2 separate regions of the Sus scrofa genome follow, and region 2 is linked to region 1. Evidence: chromatin contacts called from public HiChIP or PLAC-seq data. All regions are on one chromosome and are shown on one strand. Each heading gives the region's core, a stretch centred on a gene start, on an enhancer-like site or on the middle of the called end of the contact. The rest is flanking DNA. Distances are from core to core; before and after follow the strand shown. Region 1 overlaps ACSL4 (acyl-CoA synthetase long-chain family member 4). Region 2 overlaps LOC110257796 (a long non-coding RNA gene).

Region 1 (7,793 bases), core at 3,193-5,692:
CAATGCCGGATCCTTAACCCACTGAGCAAGGCCAGGGATCGAACTCGCAACCTCATGGTTCCTAATCGGATTCGTTAACCACTGCGCCACGACGGGAACTCCCTTATATACTTTTTAAAAAGCTAACAATAAAAGCTACCCTCTGGGATTATCCAGTTATACCTGTGACTCCTTAGGTACCAGCTGGCTTGCCCAAAATGGATTCTTTCTTTAAAAAAAAAAAAAAAAAAAAAACTTCTTTGAAATATTGGGACAAGGAGGAGTTCCTGTTGTGGAGCAATGGAAACAAATCCAACTAGTAACCATGAGGTTGTGGGTTTGACGCCTGGCCTCGCTCAGTGGGTTAAGGATCCGATGTTGCCTGTGAGCTGTGGTGTAGGTCACAGATGTGGCTCAGATCTGATGTTGCTGTGGCTGTGGCGTAGGCCGGCAGCTGTAGCTCCAATTGGATCCCTAGCCTGGGAACCTCCACATTCCACAGATGGGGCCCTAAAAAGCAAAAAAAAAAAAAAAAAAAAAGAAGAAGAAGAAGAAATTGGGACAAGGAAAGCTATACAAAGCCAAAGGATGAACGTGAAGTTCTGAAAAGGAATAATGGAAAGGAAAAATGCAGTGATAAAAAACACCAACCAAAAACTAAAAGGCCTCGATCATTTTCATCTTCAGACTACTATCCAGCTATTGCAAACAGGTTATAACCTTCTGGTTACAGAACTACTCTGGCAAGTGTGAAACTTGGAATAGGTTACTTCCATTATTGGAACACACTCAACAGAGGTAAACTTACAGTTTCATTGCTTGAATATTGAAGATGTGTCAATAAAAGGCACTTTTGCATAAGATGAGATCCAAAACAAGAATTTCAAAAACAGATTTAAAGAGAAGCACCAGTGTACTAAAAACTCCCAAGCAGAGCAGGAGTCTTTTTCTCATCTCAATGAAACACTGTTTAAGGAAGGGGAATTATGTATCCCCACACAGAGGTCAGCCAAGAAGCTTGCTACAGTTTCAACAGTGTTGATATTTCCTACTAGCAGATATTACCCATGAATCCCTAAAGCACTGAACTTCTGCTGCATCTTCAATGTTATCTGCCTTTCAGACATCCCTTTGTGGAGTTCCTGTTGTGGCACAGTGGAAACAAATCCAACTAGTAACTATGAGGTTGCCTGTTCAATCCCTGGCCTCGCTCAGTGGGTTAAGGATCTGGCGTTCCCATGAGCTCTGGTGTAGTTTGCAGACGCAGCTCGGCTGTGGTGTAGACTGGCAGCTGTAGCTCCGATGAGACCCCTAGCCTGGGAACCTCCATGTGCCGCGGGAGCAGCCCTAAAAAGCAAAAAACATCCCTTTTCAGTTATTTCTGTGAATATTTAAGTGAAAATATATCATCTTTCAATTAGGTTATAATTCCATCCTCCTTGAAGCATCTGCACATGATAAGAACGTAGCCTGCTTTCCTATGTACAATCTGTTGCTTACTCTTCTTTGAAAGCAAAACTAAGGTCACAGAAGGGGTTTTGAAAACAAACGTTCTCTGTTGACCATGCATCTTGAGGTCTGATGGCTGTGTGACAGCCACAGGCCATATTTTTAAAGAATAAGAAAAAGTATGCTCTAACTGCTCCCGGCACCTCCATCTTATGGTTTCCAGGGCTGCTATGTCTGAAAGCAGAAGAGAAAGACATGGAGGTTCAGCACCTGGTACCAAGCCCAGGCAACATCCTAATCTTTCATCAACAATGGGGCAGTAAAAGCAAGAAAAAAAAATTTTTTAAAGGAGGGCTCTGGCAATAGCAGGACATGGCCCCAGACCTGGCCAAGTACCAAACTCAACACACATTCTAAAGGTTTAGCTCATTCCACAGAACAATTTTATGCAATTCGAATATGTATCTGTGTGACTTTGAAACATCATTGATTTCCTTTCACAGAGGAGATAGAGGTCAGCAGCAGAAGCAACAAATCTAAGAACTGATTTTCCTTCCTAAACAAATTCCCTAATCACTCCTCTCAAAGCAGAAGAAACATTTTCTCATGATCTCATGCCAAAATGTTATGACATCTGTAAGAAACCAGACAAATAAAATGGCCTTAGTGTCACATTAGCTAAGGACGATGCAAAATTAAAGAAATTAACTCTAGGTTGAAAAGTAATTCTAGAAATCTTAAACAAGATTAACTGTTTCAGAATGAGTTGCTTGCATCTCATCAACGTCATTAAAGTAACATATATGTGTTTTATAACAATCCCGTCTTTGAAAAAGATGAATAGAGTTTTGACTCGATTTAGCAGATTTCCACTGCATACTGTGACATCGTCAAATTAAACAACCACAGGGCCTCTCAATATACTCTTAGCTTAGGGATTCGATAGGCTACAACTTGTTTTTAAACTATGTCTCCAAAGTACAAACTAGAGTTGAGAGTCCTAGTTTTCAAAACTCAAAGTACATTCTGGCTACAGACCACATGTTCATGGCCACCTCCTACTCCTTTGGTCATGCCCTGGTGTAGCATCCAACACTTCTTTCCTGTGGCCAGCGCCCTAAGCAACATGACCCTTTGATCAAAGGCAGGAAGGAAGGTAGTCAAGAGTCCTCCTCAGTTGCAGACAACTAGAAACAAGATTGTAAGCAAGCAGTTTACCCCCTAAGAGGTTAAAAAAAAAAAACTACAATCTCTAGGCTTAGGGACTTTTTGAGAAAAAGATCAGTTGTCTGAAAGTTGAGTTAGGAAGAACTCTCCCATTGCACCACGTCTATCATTGCCATCATAGGCCAATTACGCCATGCAAACATTTCATGTAACCCAAGAAAGATGGCTCAAACGCGGGGTACCACCGAGATAAGACAGGGGTTGGCAAGCTATATCTAAGCTCTGAAATATTCTTCTCCCAAGAGCCAGAGGCACCACTTTGGTAGAGTGACCCTACTGAGCTAGGATTCAATTCGGCCAGCATGGCTGGGGCAGGTGTCTTTTTAACCCCACTGAATACTTTGTACATCTGAGGTCAAGAATCATCCCTCATTCAGTTCTACCCACTCTGTCCCAGAAGAAAGGCTGTATAAGTGAGGTTAGGGGACTCCATTTGGAAAACAGGCATAAAAAAGGAGGTGAGAAACAGCAAAGTTCTACTGGATAGCACAGGGAACTATATTCAACTGCCTATGCTAAATCATAATGGAAAAGAATATTTTTTTAAAAAGAATGTTTATATATATGTACATATGTATATATATGTGTGTGTATATATATATAAAACTGAGTCACTCTGCTGTGCAGCAGAAATCAACACAACGCTGTGAATCAACTATACTTTAAAAAAGGCGAGAGATTCACCAGCGAGGTTTCCATTTTGCAGTTGTCTTTTACAAATTACTCGTAAAGAAGTAAATTTCTTTGGGGGATACTTCCTAAAGAAAGCTATTCCCCTACCAACATTTTAATACTCAACCATCTCTTGGTGATCAAGGGAATATTAAAATTAATGTAAATATGGGCGTAAATTAAAAACCTGCTTCCTCATAAAAACCCTGGCCTTTATACTTGACAGAAAAAAACCCTAAGCAGACGAATCCAAAAATTTCTGGTGGAAAATTTGAGTTGTATAACATCCTTACAAGTGCAGTCATTTTGTTTAGAAATGTGTAACATGTAACTATATTTAAGGAAATATGCTAATGCTGACATTTCTTTCTATGTGGAGAAATAAACACGATAAAGCTTCCCAACTGCAGGTTGCTATAATTCACCAAACAGTGAGCCTGCCCCCTGCCTTTTCTAGTTTCCAGGGTATGGAAACCACTTGCTTCACAGAAATTCTAACCTACTCCTGCAAGGAAATGCCTGGGCAGAGGGAATCCCAAATATTTTACCAAAGGCTTATTTGCAATTGACCAAATCCTGAAGGTTTCTGTTTTTTCCAAGTACAAGAATACCACCATCCCTGGCCTGCTTTTCTCATCTGCTGCTCTGTTTGTCTGAAACATATTCATTCGACAGTTGTTTATAGCTACTTCTCCCTGGTTCCACCCCTCAGTCAAGTTATGACTTCTTAACTACTTTTTAAAAATACAGCTTTACAGTTGACCGAAGTATAGTTGACTTATAACGTTGTATTCGTTTCAGGTGTACAGCAAAGTGTTTCCGTTATATATATATATACACATCCATTCTTGTTCAGATTCTCTTGCCATGTAGACTAACACAGAATGCTGAGTAGAGTTCTCAGTGCCCTTTTTTTCAGCTTCTTCTCAACTTAGCATCTTTGGTAGTCATGTGGAACACAGCATCTTTTCCTTGGATTTGGCCCCATGAGATACCAGTGCTAGCTCTGTCTTCTCTTCTATTTCCAAAGCCATAACTGAACTTTAAGCTCATTCAACCAAGTTCCTGTTTCCTGTCTGCGGGAAGTTTTCAGCTTTCAGTTCATTTGAAAAGCAGAAATGACTAACATATTCTGAGAAAAATGAATGACCGCCATCTCAGGGAGAGCAGCTCTGCCCACTTCTCCAGGCTTTCTGTGATGACTCATTACTTGGGTACCCCCAGGGGAGTGGTCCTTCAATATCCTGTAATTACTCGTTTATAGTATTAAAATGCTTTAGGTATACATTCAAGGTAATAAACAGAATACCTAAGAGAAAACAGGTATTTCGCCATGCCTTAACTTCCTAACAATCACTAGACTCTACCAGGAATGTTTTCAACACCTCTGTCATAGTCTAATGTCACATGCCCCTGCCATGAATCAAGGGAGAAATGGCAAACCTCTCTTCTGACTCCCTCATACAATCTGCTAGCTTCACAGCACTTATGAAAGGAAAAAAAAAATCCTCTGGCTGCAAAATCGAATCTAAAAAGGCCAAAATGCACAGGATGCATGGCCTTGGAGAACAGGGACACTGTTCCAATGGCCACGACAAAAATCTGAGCAGCTACGCTGGGCTCTCACATTAACACCATTGGCTACGAGGCCAACTCTTCTTTTGTGAAATACTCTGTGGAGTTCATGGTAAAGTAAGGTATTTTCACCTCTAAGTGCCACAGCATAAACCGAGAAATGATTATAATAAGCCTTCAGTGGATGTGCTAAATGAACGCTTCTAGAGGACGTGCGAGCAGAATACATACATACTTGCCCAAATCAAACCGGGTCCTGCAACACGTTTCTCCTAATGTTCCATTTGACACACTCTGGACTGAGATACCACTGACCAAGTTTCATGTTGCTACAGAGAGCCAGATTTTCTTTACTTTTATAAGTTATGAAAGAACACAACTACACCCACACTTTTATTGAAAATTAGTCACAGCAGTTGGTTTTTCTTTGAACCAAGATAACTGTCCAAGCTCAGTTTTCAAACTGTCATTAAAACCAAACTCCACCCAAAATATTCCTAAAAAACTTTTATTTTATTTTATTTCAGTCTTTTCAGGGCCACACCCACCGCCTATGGAGGTTCCCAGGCTAGGGGTCGAATCGGAGCTGTAGCTGCCGGCTTACGCCACAGCCACAGCCATGCTGATAACATTTTAATATCTTGCATTTACATCATTATAATAGTTAAATTCAAAACAGAACTGAACTGGTTTAACCCTGAGCATTTTCAAATTCCTTGGTTATTTACTTTTGGTGACCATAATTTTAAGATTATAGTTTGTTCTGGAAATCAGTTACTTTAACTAGAACACTGCATCTACATGACACAGTGTTGTTCTTTTTCCCACTAAGGTGTCTTTTTCACTTATTCAGAGTTACTGATCATGGAAGATGCTCACAATAGAGAGTCAAATTAAAAGAAGCAAGTTACAAATCGGTATGTACAGCAAGAACCCGTTCTTGTATAAAAGAGATACATGTATTTGCACATGTATGTTTGCACATGTGCGTGTGTGTGCACACGTGTGCATGTGAGCATCCATGCATGTGTGTACACAAACATAAGGGTGCATATGTACCCCAAAGTTGACAACAGATCTCTCTGGGTATGAGATTATGTTTTTTTTATTCTTCTTCACACTTAATATTTTCAGTGCAGAAAATTTAGAAAATATAAACAGTACTTTAACAAAGGGAGGAAAATTGTTTTGAAAACTACCTGAGTACTCACTAAGCAGGCACTCACTCGCTCCATTTCTAGCACAGTGTCACTCTATAAGGCACAATGAAGGAATTACACTGCAAGTATCCTCCAGTGTGTAAATGCTGCCCATGAGGAATCTGTATAATTACTATTAAAACAGTAATCAAAGGGCGAGGGGGAGGAAGTGGGATGGACTGGGAGTCTGGGGTTAATAGATGCAAACTATTGCCTTTGGAGTGGATAAACAATGAGATCCTGCTGGCTAGCACTGGGAATTATATCTAGTCACTTGTGATGGAGCGTGATGGAGGATAATGTGAGAAAAAGAATGTATATATATGTATAACTGGGTCACTTTGCTGTACAGTAGAAAAGTGACAGAACACTGTAAACCAGCTATAATGGAAAAAGTAAAAATCATTTAAAAAAATAAATAAAAAGGAGCACGCCTCTAAAAAATAGTCTATTAACACCATTAGGATGCCTTTTAAAAGTTTGTACAGAAGAGAAAATAAAGGTATAATAGAGTTTATTAATAAAATAAAAACCTGAAAACAATAAATAAAATAGTCATCATAAGTTAACATGCATCGTGAAATTGTATGGGGTAAAAAGTAAAAGTAACGCTATACTGCCTTCCTCTAACACCTAGAGAGAAGTATTCATGGTGTATGTTAATCACACCTTCTTGTGTTATCCACACACATGGTAAGGTTTGGGGGTTTTTTCCGGGTAAGCGGAATTATGGTTTATGGACTGTTCTATAACTTCCTCCCCTGTGCGTCCCCCTTGTAACAACCTACTTTGAAACTCCTATGGCAGTTTATATAGGTCTGAGGGGTTTCTTTCCTTTAATAACCCCATGTTATTCCATAAAACATGTTATTATTTAAATCATTCCCCTTCTGCTGGACATTCAGGTTGCTGCCAAGTTCTCACTGGTATGACCAGTTTCACTGCAGTGAAATCTTGTACCTATCTTTATACAAATGGGCAGCTATTTCCCCAGAACAGTGCTCTGCAGAACGGCTGGCCCAAAATACATGTACATTTTAAAATGAGAGGATTTTGATGTTCTTTATCAAAAAGCTACACAATGCACACTCTCATTAACAGTGTATGACAGTGCCCATTGCTTTCTAAAAGTGGATACTAAAGTTTTTGCCAATGTATTTGGTGAAAAATGGTTTTCATTTCCCTAATTAGCAGAGTGAGTTTGAGCATCTTTTCTTTTTTAATCGTAATTTTAATTTCTTTGTCTGAGAAAGGCCAATTCAAAACCCTCTGCCACTTTTTCTAATGGGTTCCTTTTTCTTGTTGATCCGTAGGAGCTCTTTATATATCATAGATATTACATAATAGAAACCTTTTTATCTAATGTTATTTGGAACAGTTGATTAGCAAATTGAAAATGTCAATTAAGGTGAACAATCATAAAAAAATAGGCACATGACAAACATTTCATTTTATCTTCATTTTATTTTATCAGTGGTAAATGTACACTCATTCATCAAACTTTTGATAAAGGGCCAAGAGGCCAAAACATTTCTTTAACTCCAGGCCTACTGACTCTAAGGAAATCTCAACTGAATTCTTAGAAAATGTAGGATTTCAAAGAACTTAAAAGACACTTGCAAGGAACTATGAGTGAAGAACACTTCAGATTTCTATATTTATTTTATACAAATCTTAGCATTGTCTTACCTA
Region 2 (7,793 bases), core at 1,908-4,407, 140 kb after region 1:
CCTGTGCTAAACCCTAAGAAACCCAGTCCCAGTGTTAGTTTCCAGCCCAGGACATGTTTGAGACCAAATACAGTAGACACCGAAGTGACCAAGAATGTGTGTGTGTGTGTGTGTGTGTGTGTGTGTGTAGGTATGTTACTAGTTTCTAGGTCCCCAACTCAGGTGATGGTGACTACGGCAAATCTCAGTTAAAGCAGCACCTTTGAGTGGGTGTAAGAAACATTTCCTACCCCCTTAGATAGACCGGCATTCAGAGGGCAACTGAAACTCTCGTGGCTAACTTGTTGCTATAGATTTACGGCTCACAGGACGGAGGGCAAAACTCTCAGGCTGGCCACCAAAGCCTTGACTAAGCTGCTCCCCACCCCCTTTTCTGCCCCCTCTGCTGCTACCACCCTTGCACCCCACCAGCCATGGTCCCACCTTCCAGACCAGGCGCTTTCATGCAAGTGCTTCTCCTTCCCTCCCTTGCTGCTCCTCCCAGCAAAAGCCTCCTCCACCCTCCAGGGTCCAGCTCAAAGGGCTTCATCCGAGAAGCCTGCCCAGCTTCTCGATACCAGGTCATTTTACCATCAGCGCCGCCATGACGCCGCTATGGTCCTCGACTGCAGCATCCTTGGACCATGAGGATTTGTGTGCGCCCCCGCCCTCCTGCTGGATGGAGAGGTCCCCAGAGGCTACTGGGGACCCTACTGGGTCCTCCTTTGCATTCTCAATACCTAGCACGATGCCTGATATACAGTAGGTGCTCGATAAGTGATTGCAGTTTAATCTCTTCTTATTCTACAATATAGTCGAATGTGCCAAACTAATTTCAAACACATAGCTCTAAGGCTTTGCATGGGCCATTCCTCTTGTGTTTTATTTTTTGGCCATGCCTATAGCATGTGGAAGTTCCCAGGGCCAGGGATGGAAACTGCAACACAGTAGCAACCAAGCCACCGTAGTGACAATGCCAGACACTTAACCTGCTGCAACAGAGCGGGAACTCCATTCTCCTTGACTTTATTTCCCACTTCTTTCTTTCATTTTTTTTGGTGGGGGGGAGCCGCATCCTTGGCATATGGAAGTTCCCAGGCTAGGGGTCGAATCAGAGCTACAGCTGTCTGCCTACACCACAGCCACAGCAACGCTGGATCCAAGCCGTGTCTGTGACCTACACCACAGCTCACAGCAACACCAGATCCTTCACCCATTGAGAGAGGCCAGGGATTGAACCTTCATCCTCATGGTTACTAGTCAGATTCGTTTCCACTGTGCCACAAGGGGAACACCCCTTTCTTTTATTTTTATATATTGTTTCTTTCCATTTCCACCTTCAGTTGCCTCTTCCAGGAAGACTTTTATCATGAGTTTCACCGAACTCTGCTCCTTTCTTTTGCTTGCCTTCCCCTGGGCTACCATGGGCTCCCCTACAGTGATTCTGTCTCCCAGAGCCCTGGAGACAACATTCCCTTCCAAAACCCGCCTCCCATGCAAATAGCGAGTCTTTCAGAGAAGCATTCCATCTCTAGGTCTGTTTCAGCTTTCACTCCCATTGCTCTTTCTGGTTTATAAACATTTTCCCCAAATAAGGAGTCGCTTCTAACTCACTGACTCCTGATGTGAGATCCCACAGAGTAAAGTGCATCTTCGGCCTCTACACTGCTCCTAAACCCCAGAAATGCTCAGCCGCTCTAAAGAAGAGTTACCCAACTGTGACTTAGAGGAAAATCTCTTCTTCTTACTCCTTCTAATGAACTAATAACACATGTATTGCACAAGGAACTGGGTTGCAGGTGGTGGCAACACACAAAAACATTTACGAAACAGAAACAGACTCATATACATAAAAACAAACGTGCGGTTACCAAAGGGGAAAGGAGGAAGAGGAATAAATCAGGAGCTTGGTATTAACAGATACACACGATTATATATGTAAAATAGGTAAACAACGAGGACTTCCTGTATAGCACAGGGACCTGTACTCAATGTCTTGTAATCACCTATAATATAGGAAAAGAAACTGAGAAAAAAAAGAATCCGAAATGGGTGTGTGTATGTGTGTGTGTGTGCATAACTGAATCACTTTGCAATACATCTAAAACAACCACAACACTGTAAACCAGCTATCCTTCAATTTAAAAAAAGCAAAAGCAAAAGCAGCCATGGTCTGGACATTCAAATGGTGAAACTTCTTCACCAGGAACAATTGCCATGTAGTTCAATAAATGGCAGTTGGTGGGTGACTCTTCCAGAGGGTAGTATACACTGAGGTGGTTTAAAGCATAGGCTCGAGCATGAACTAGACTTGATTCACATCCTGGCTCTACAGCTTAGAGCCCAATGTAACGTCAGCCATACCATTGTCACTTATCCTCTCCAAGCCTCCATTTGCTCATCTGTAGAATGGGTGCAATAATCATTCCTACTTCATACGATGGCTGTAAGGATTACCTGAGTAATTCTTGGCAGAGTTAGTGCCAGATACATGTTAGTGATTATTCTTTTCCCCTCATTCTCTCTCACTTATAAGAGAAATATCTTTCTTCTATTGTGCTAAGATAGAGGGAAGTCTGGAAGAAATCAGGCCTGGGAAAGCTTGGGGCTTACAGTGGACCAGGATCCCTAAGCTAAAGGGTCCTGCCCCCTTATAAATACCAAACTCTAAGAGGTCTACTACAATAGCTACAGGACATGATGATGAGATAAAAAAAAAAAACCCATGTGACTGAGTCAACATGCTGACCCAGTTTCACCTGCATCCTCCTCTCCACCACCCCTCGCCTGACTTTGGCAAGGCCCTGTCTCAAGCAAGCCTGGCCTGGAGGCAGCAGGTGGTAAAAGAAACCTTTAGCCAGAGTGAGCGCAGAACCAAGATACCAGCACGCCCACCCAAAGGCAAGTCCCAAAGGTGCCCTTGAAAAGACGTAAGCTTTGCCCACCGCAAATCCTAGTTCACATTGCTGGGGTGGATCTTCCAAACTTGCAACATTTTGAATAAACCTGAGTGGGAGAGTGAGTCAGGAGTTTGCCTTGTAATCAATAACCTCCTGGACAGATTTGGTCCTTTCGTTGCTCAAGTTCTATGCCTGAGTCAGTAATGACCGCACTGTTTGGTCCCTGTGGTGACATTTAACAAACGTTGAGGTTTAGCATTCTTCATTCCAGTGGCTCACACTGCCAGAATGGATGCTGTCATTCAATAAGTGGAAAACAGCTGTTTCCAGATGCTGGCCTGGGCAGGATATAAAAGAGTGCTCGCTGTTGTCTGGTAAAAGGAAGTTGTGCCTGATGACATGTAAAAAGTGTCAGTGCTGATAACTCGTGGTGTCCAAATAAAATATCATGCAAAACCCACATCTTACTCACCTAATACTTTTCTTCATATAGTATTGGTCATGAGGCTAATTCGATGCCTGAATGTAGGTAGAAAACATACAACTCCTACGTTAACTCATTTTATCCCTCATGCATTTTCTATGTTCTTCCTCCTCTTCCTTTGAAACAAAGTTCTTTCTCATTTAACATTTGATTATTGAACATTTCAAATAGGGAGTTCCTGCTGTGGCCCAGCGGGTTAAGGACCTGGTGTTGTCTCTGCAGCAGTGCAGGTTTGATCCCCGGCCCAGCACAGTGGGTTAAAGAGGCAGCGTCTCCATAGCTGTCTGTAGGTCACAGCTGTGGCTCAGATTCAATCTCTGGCCCAGGAATTTCCGTATGCCACGGATGTGGCCAAAAACAAAGAAACTTTTGAATATACAAGAAAAGAAACTAGTATTATGAACTCCTCTGTACTCATCACCCATTTTTACCAGTCATTAACATTTTGTCATTCTTGTTTCATCTAGCCAACGCTCTCTCTAAATTTTTTTTTTTTTTTTTTTTTTTTTTTGCTTTTTAGGGCTGCACCCATGGTATATGGAGGTTCCCAGGGTAGGGATCTAATTGGAGCTACAGCTGCCGGCCTACGCCAGAGCCACGGCAACACAGGATCCGAGCCACGTTTGCGACCTACACCACAGCTCACGGCAACTCGGGATCCTTACCCACTGATCAAGGCCAGGGATCAAACTCACAACCTCATGGTTCCTAGTCGGATATGTTTCTGCTGCACCACAATGGGAACTCCCACTCTCTCTAAATTTAAGACAAAAAAAAATTGGAAGGAGAAAGTATTTTAAAGTAAATCTCAGACATTATGTCATTTCACTCAAAAATATGGCAGTATTTTTCTAAAACGTAGAAAATTTCCAGTTATAAGTAAACTAAGTTCTGGAGATGTAATGTACCGCATAATGACCATAATTTACAATACAGTTGGGAGTTCCCGTTGTGGCACAGCAGAAACGAGTCCAACTAGGAATCATGAGGTCGCGGGTTCAATCCCTGGCCTCGCTCAGTGGGTTGAGGATCTGGCATTGCCATGAGCTGTGGTGTAGGTTGCAGACATGGCTTAGATCCTGCATTGCTGTGATTGTGGTGTAGGCCAGCAGCTGCAGCTCTGATTAGACCCCTAGCCTGGGACCCTCCACATGCAGCCCTAAAAAAGACACAAGACAAAAAATAAAAAATGAAAAAAATAAAACAATACAGTTGGCCCTCTCTTTCTGTGGATGTGGAACCTGTGGCTGTGGAGGGCCCGCTGTATGGACTTGAGCATCCATGGATGTTGGTATCTAAGGGGGTTCCTAGAAACAATCCACCAGAGATTGAACAACAAATGTATTTGTTTTATATTTGAAAGCTGCTAAGAAACTACATGTTGAAATTCTCATCACAAGAAAAAAGTTGTAACTGTGTGAGGTGATGGATGTTAGACTTATTACGATGATCATTTGGCAATATATACATCTATCAAATCGTTGTCCACCTTAAACTTATACCATGTTATTTGTCAATTATGTCTCAGTAATACTGGAATAAAAAAACATAATCATGGAATTCCCTGGTGGCCTAGTGGTTGAGGATTTGGCATTGTCACTGGTATGGTTTGTCACTATTGTGGCTCAGATTCGGTCCCTTGTCTGAGAAATTCCACATGCCACGGGCATGGCTGAAATTAAAAAAAAAAAAAAAAAAAAAAGGTTTAAATTTAAAAAAATAAATCAACTCATTTAAAAACATATCAGTTCATACCTAATCCAATTTCAATTTTCCCTGATTGACAAGATGTTTCAGAAGAGACGTTTGAAATGAGGAATTGGAGGTTCTGAGGGGTGGCATGCCTTGCCCAAGGTCATACACCCGTTAATGAAAGAGCTGTGACCAGAACCCAGGTTTCTGGATCCACTGTCCAGTGCTCTTTTAACCTTCTCTGTGGTTTTCTTCATTTTCTACTCTCCACTTACCACTGCTAATTCTCTTTCCTAACGTCTCCCCTTTCCATCTGAGGGGACAGTCATTGCTTTCTATTTTAGGGTGAGGAAGACAACCATGAGAAATAGGATCATGATTTTAGAAATCACGGTTGCTGTATATATTCTAACTGAAGGTTAGACAGCGAATTAATGCCAGAGCTGATTATTAACTAGCTTAGGTGACTTTTTTTTTTTTTTTTGTCTTTTGTCTTTTTTTGTTGTTGTTGTTGTTGTTGCTATTTCTTGGGCCGATCCCGCGGCATATGGAGGTTCCCAGGCTAGGGGTTGAATCGGAGCTGTAGCCACCGGCCTACGCCAGAGCCACAGCAACGCGGGATCCGAGCCGCGGCTGCAACCTACACCACAGCTCACGGCAACGCCGGATCGTTAACCCACTGAGCAAGGGCAGGGACCGAACCCGCAACCTCATGGTTCCTAGTCGGATTCGTTCACCACTGCGCCACGACGGGAACTCCTTAGATGACTTTTACAACCTCCTATTCATGCATTAAAGCCAATGAACATTCCAACGTCTCTGTCTGTACACATGTCCTCCTCTTCCAAGCACACACTGCTTCAGCATACAGACGCTTGGGAACTTTGCTGACACTTGCTCAGGATTCCAGCATTTCTTGAATCAGTGGCACACCCTTGCCCATGAAAACCAGAGGGACATCGTCAAAAAAAAAAAAAAAAGGAGTTCCCGTCATGGCTCAGTGGTTAACAAACCCAATTAGCATCCATGAGGATGCAGGTTCAATCCCTGGCCTCACTAAGAGGGTTAAGGATCTGGCGTTGCCCCGAGCTGTGGTGTAGGTTCCCTACCTGGGAACCTCCATATGCTGCAAATGAGGCCCTAAAAAGACAAAAGACAAAAAAAAAAAAAAAAAAGAGGGACATGGTGGGGAGCAGACCAGATGCGGTATAGAAGTGCCAAGTGGATTACTAGCAAAAGCTCTAATAGCAGCTAATAAGGGATTGCTGGAGAGTGGGCAGGTGGGCTCAGAAATCAAGGGGAAGTTCCCACTGTGGCAAGAAGGTTAAGGATCAGGTGTTGTCTCTGTGGTGGCATGTGGGTTAAAAGGATCCAGCTCAGCACAGTGGGTTAAAAGAATCCAGCATTTCCACAACTGTGGCGTAGGTCTTGGACTTGATCCCTGGCCCGGTAACTTCCATATGCCACAGGCATGGCTATTAAAAAAAAAAGTCAAGGAAATGGTCCAGGAAGAGCCAGGCCGAACATGTCCTGCAGGAATTCTGTGTAAAGATCAGTATAGCTAGAGCTCAGGATTCATGTTGGAGAATGTGTGAGATTTTAAGTGGGCAGAGAACACAGTGCCAGCTATTCTGGCAGAGGAATTTGATTTTTTCATACTAACTCTAAGCAAGCAAACAAGTAAATTAACAAACCTCCAGGCCAACCCATGATCAAATAGAAATGTAAAATAAAATCCTACTAGACGTTGGATTTCTATATCTTTTCTTTGGACAACTATCTCCATGAAATGTTTACAAGATTTCAGCTTTTTGCCTCATTGTGGTATTAACCCAAAAGAAATGCACCTGCTCTGGTGACCTGGGACCAAACTTGGACCACCTGCTTAAAAAAAGCAGGATTCCTGAGACACCTCCGCTGGAGCCAGCACCTGGGGCGGGCTCCAGTCAGCCTGGGTGATGACAGGTGAGATTTGGGCAACACTTAAGTTCGTAGAGCTTTGATAGCAGCTGAAAGTCATTGACTACATGAGGAAGGAGAAGGCAGGCTGACTCCCTAACTGATGGGAACATGAAAATTAGATAGTACGATTCAAAGTTACGTGCAAAGAACCTTGCTACCCTACAATTCCCCAGTCAAGCTGTTTCTCAGGCCAGTCATTTCTACCATTGCCAGCGAAGTACTATTTAATTTAGTCCAGTTTGATTATGATGCTAATCAGGGAGAAAGAGACATGAAACAGCTTAAGCCATTGACTACAAATAGTTGTCAGTCTAATTCCTACTGGAGACCTGAACTCAAATCTTCGTATTCTTTATTCTTTCTATTACAAAATAAGTAACCTCATTCTGCCTTAGTTTTCTTGTCTAGGAAGTGAAATAATGATAGTTCCTTCTTCATAGAGTTTATGTGAGGCTTCAATGTGTTAAAACATGTAAGCACTCAGTAAATATAATTAGGTAGTCACTCATTTGTCCATTTACTTAACAAGTATTTGCTTACCACCTACCATGTCTGTACACGGAAAGGAGCTAGGCCCTATAGGATAATATAACAGAGCAAAGACAGGGTCCTTCTTTCAAAAAACTTACAATCTCATTGGGAAGGTAAGAAAAATTTCATGAATCTGTGACACAATCTGCATTAAACCAGGGGGAAAAAATATAGGCTAGAAGCAATCAAAAGAGAGCTTCTTCTGATCTAACTTCTAGCTAACTTTTCTTTTTCTCTAAGACACC

What was found. HiChIP or PLAC-seq counts read pairs in DNA pulled down with a chosen protein or histone mark.
Region 2: an H3K27ac HiChIP or PLAC-seq map of alveolar macrophages shows a contact between it and region 1. The contact joins two enhancer-like sites. A contact is called at or near these places in 2 of 5 promoter capture datasets (fetal liver and liver), 20 of 47 Hi-C or Micro-C datasets (adipocytes, adipose tissue, alveolar macrophages and 12 more) and 2 of 2 datasets of contacts at active chromatin or transcription factors (alveolar macrophages and skeletal muscle).

Annotation. Positions count from the first base shown.
Region 1 is chrX:89,823,414-89,831,206 of Sscrofa11.1, forward strand. The region is part of intron 1 of ACSL4 (acyl-CoA synthetase long-chain family member 4); the gene reads right to left. Among named protein-coding and RNA genes, the nearest start is that of ACSL4, 10 kb to the right of the region's middle. Within about 2 kb of position 4,443, at least 4 of the 83 cell types and tissues checked have an H3K27ac peak or open chromatin away from gene starts, as enhancers often do. A contact at or near this core is called in alveolar macrophages, where this site is marked.
Region 2 is chrX:89,962,119-89,969,911 of Sscrofa11.1, forward strand. The region is part of intron 2 of LOC110257796 (a long non-coding RNA gene); the gene reads right to left. Among named protein-coding and RNA genes, the nearest start is that of ACSL4, 130 kb to the left of the region's middle. Within about 2 kb of position 3,158, at least 8 of the 83 cell types and tissues checked have an H3K27ac peak or open chromatin away from gene starts, as enhancers often do. A contact at or near this core is called in alveolar macrophages, where this site is marked.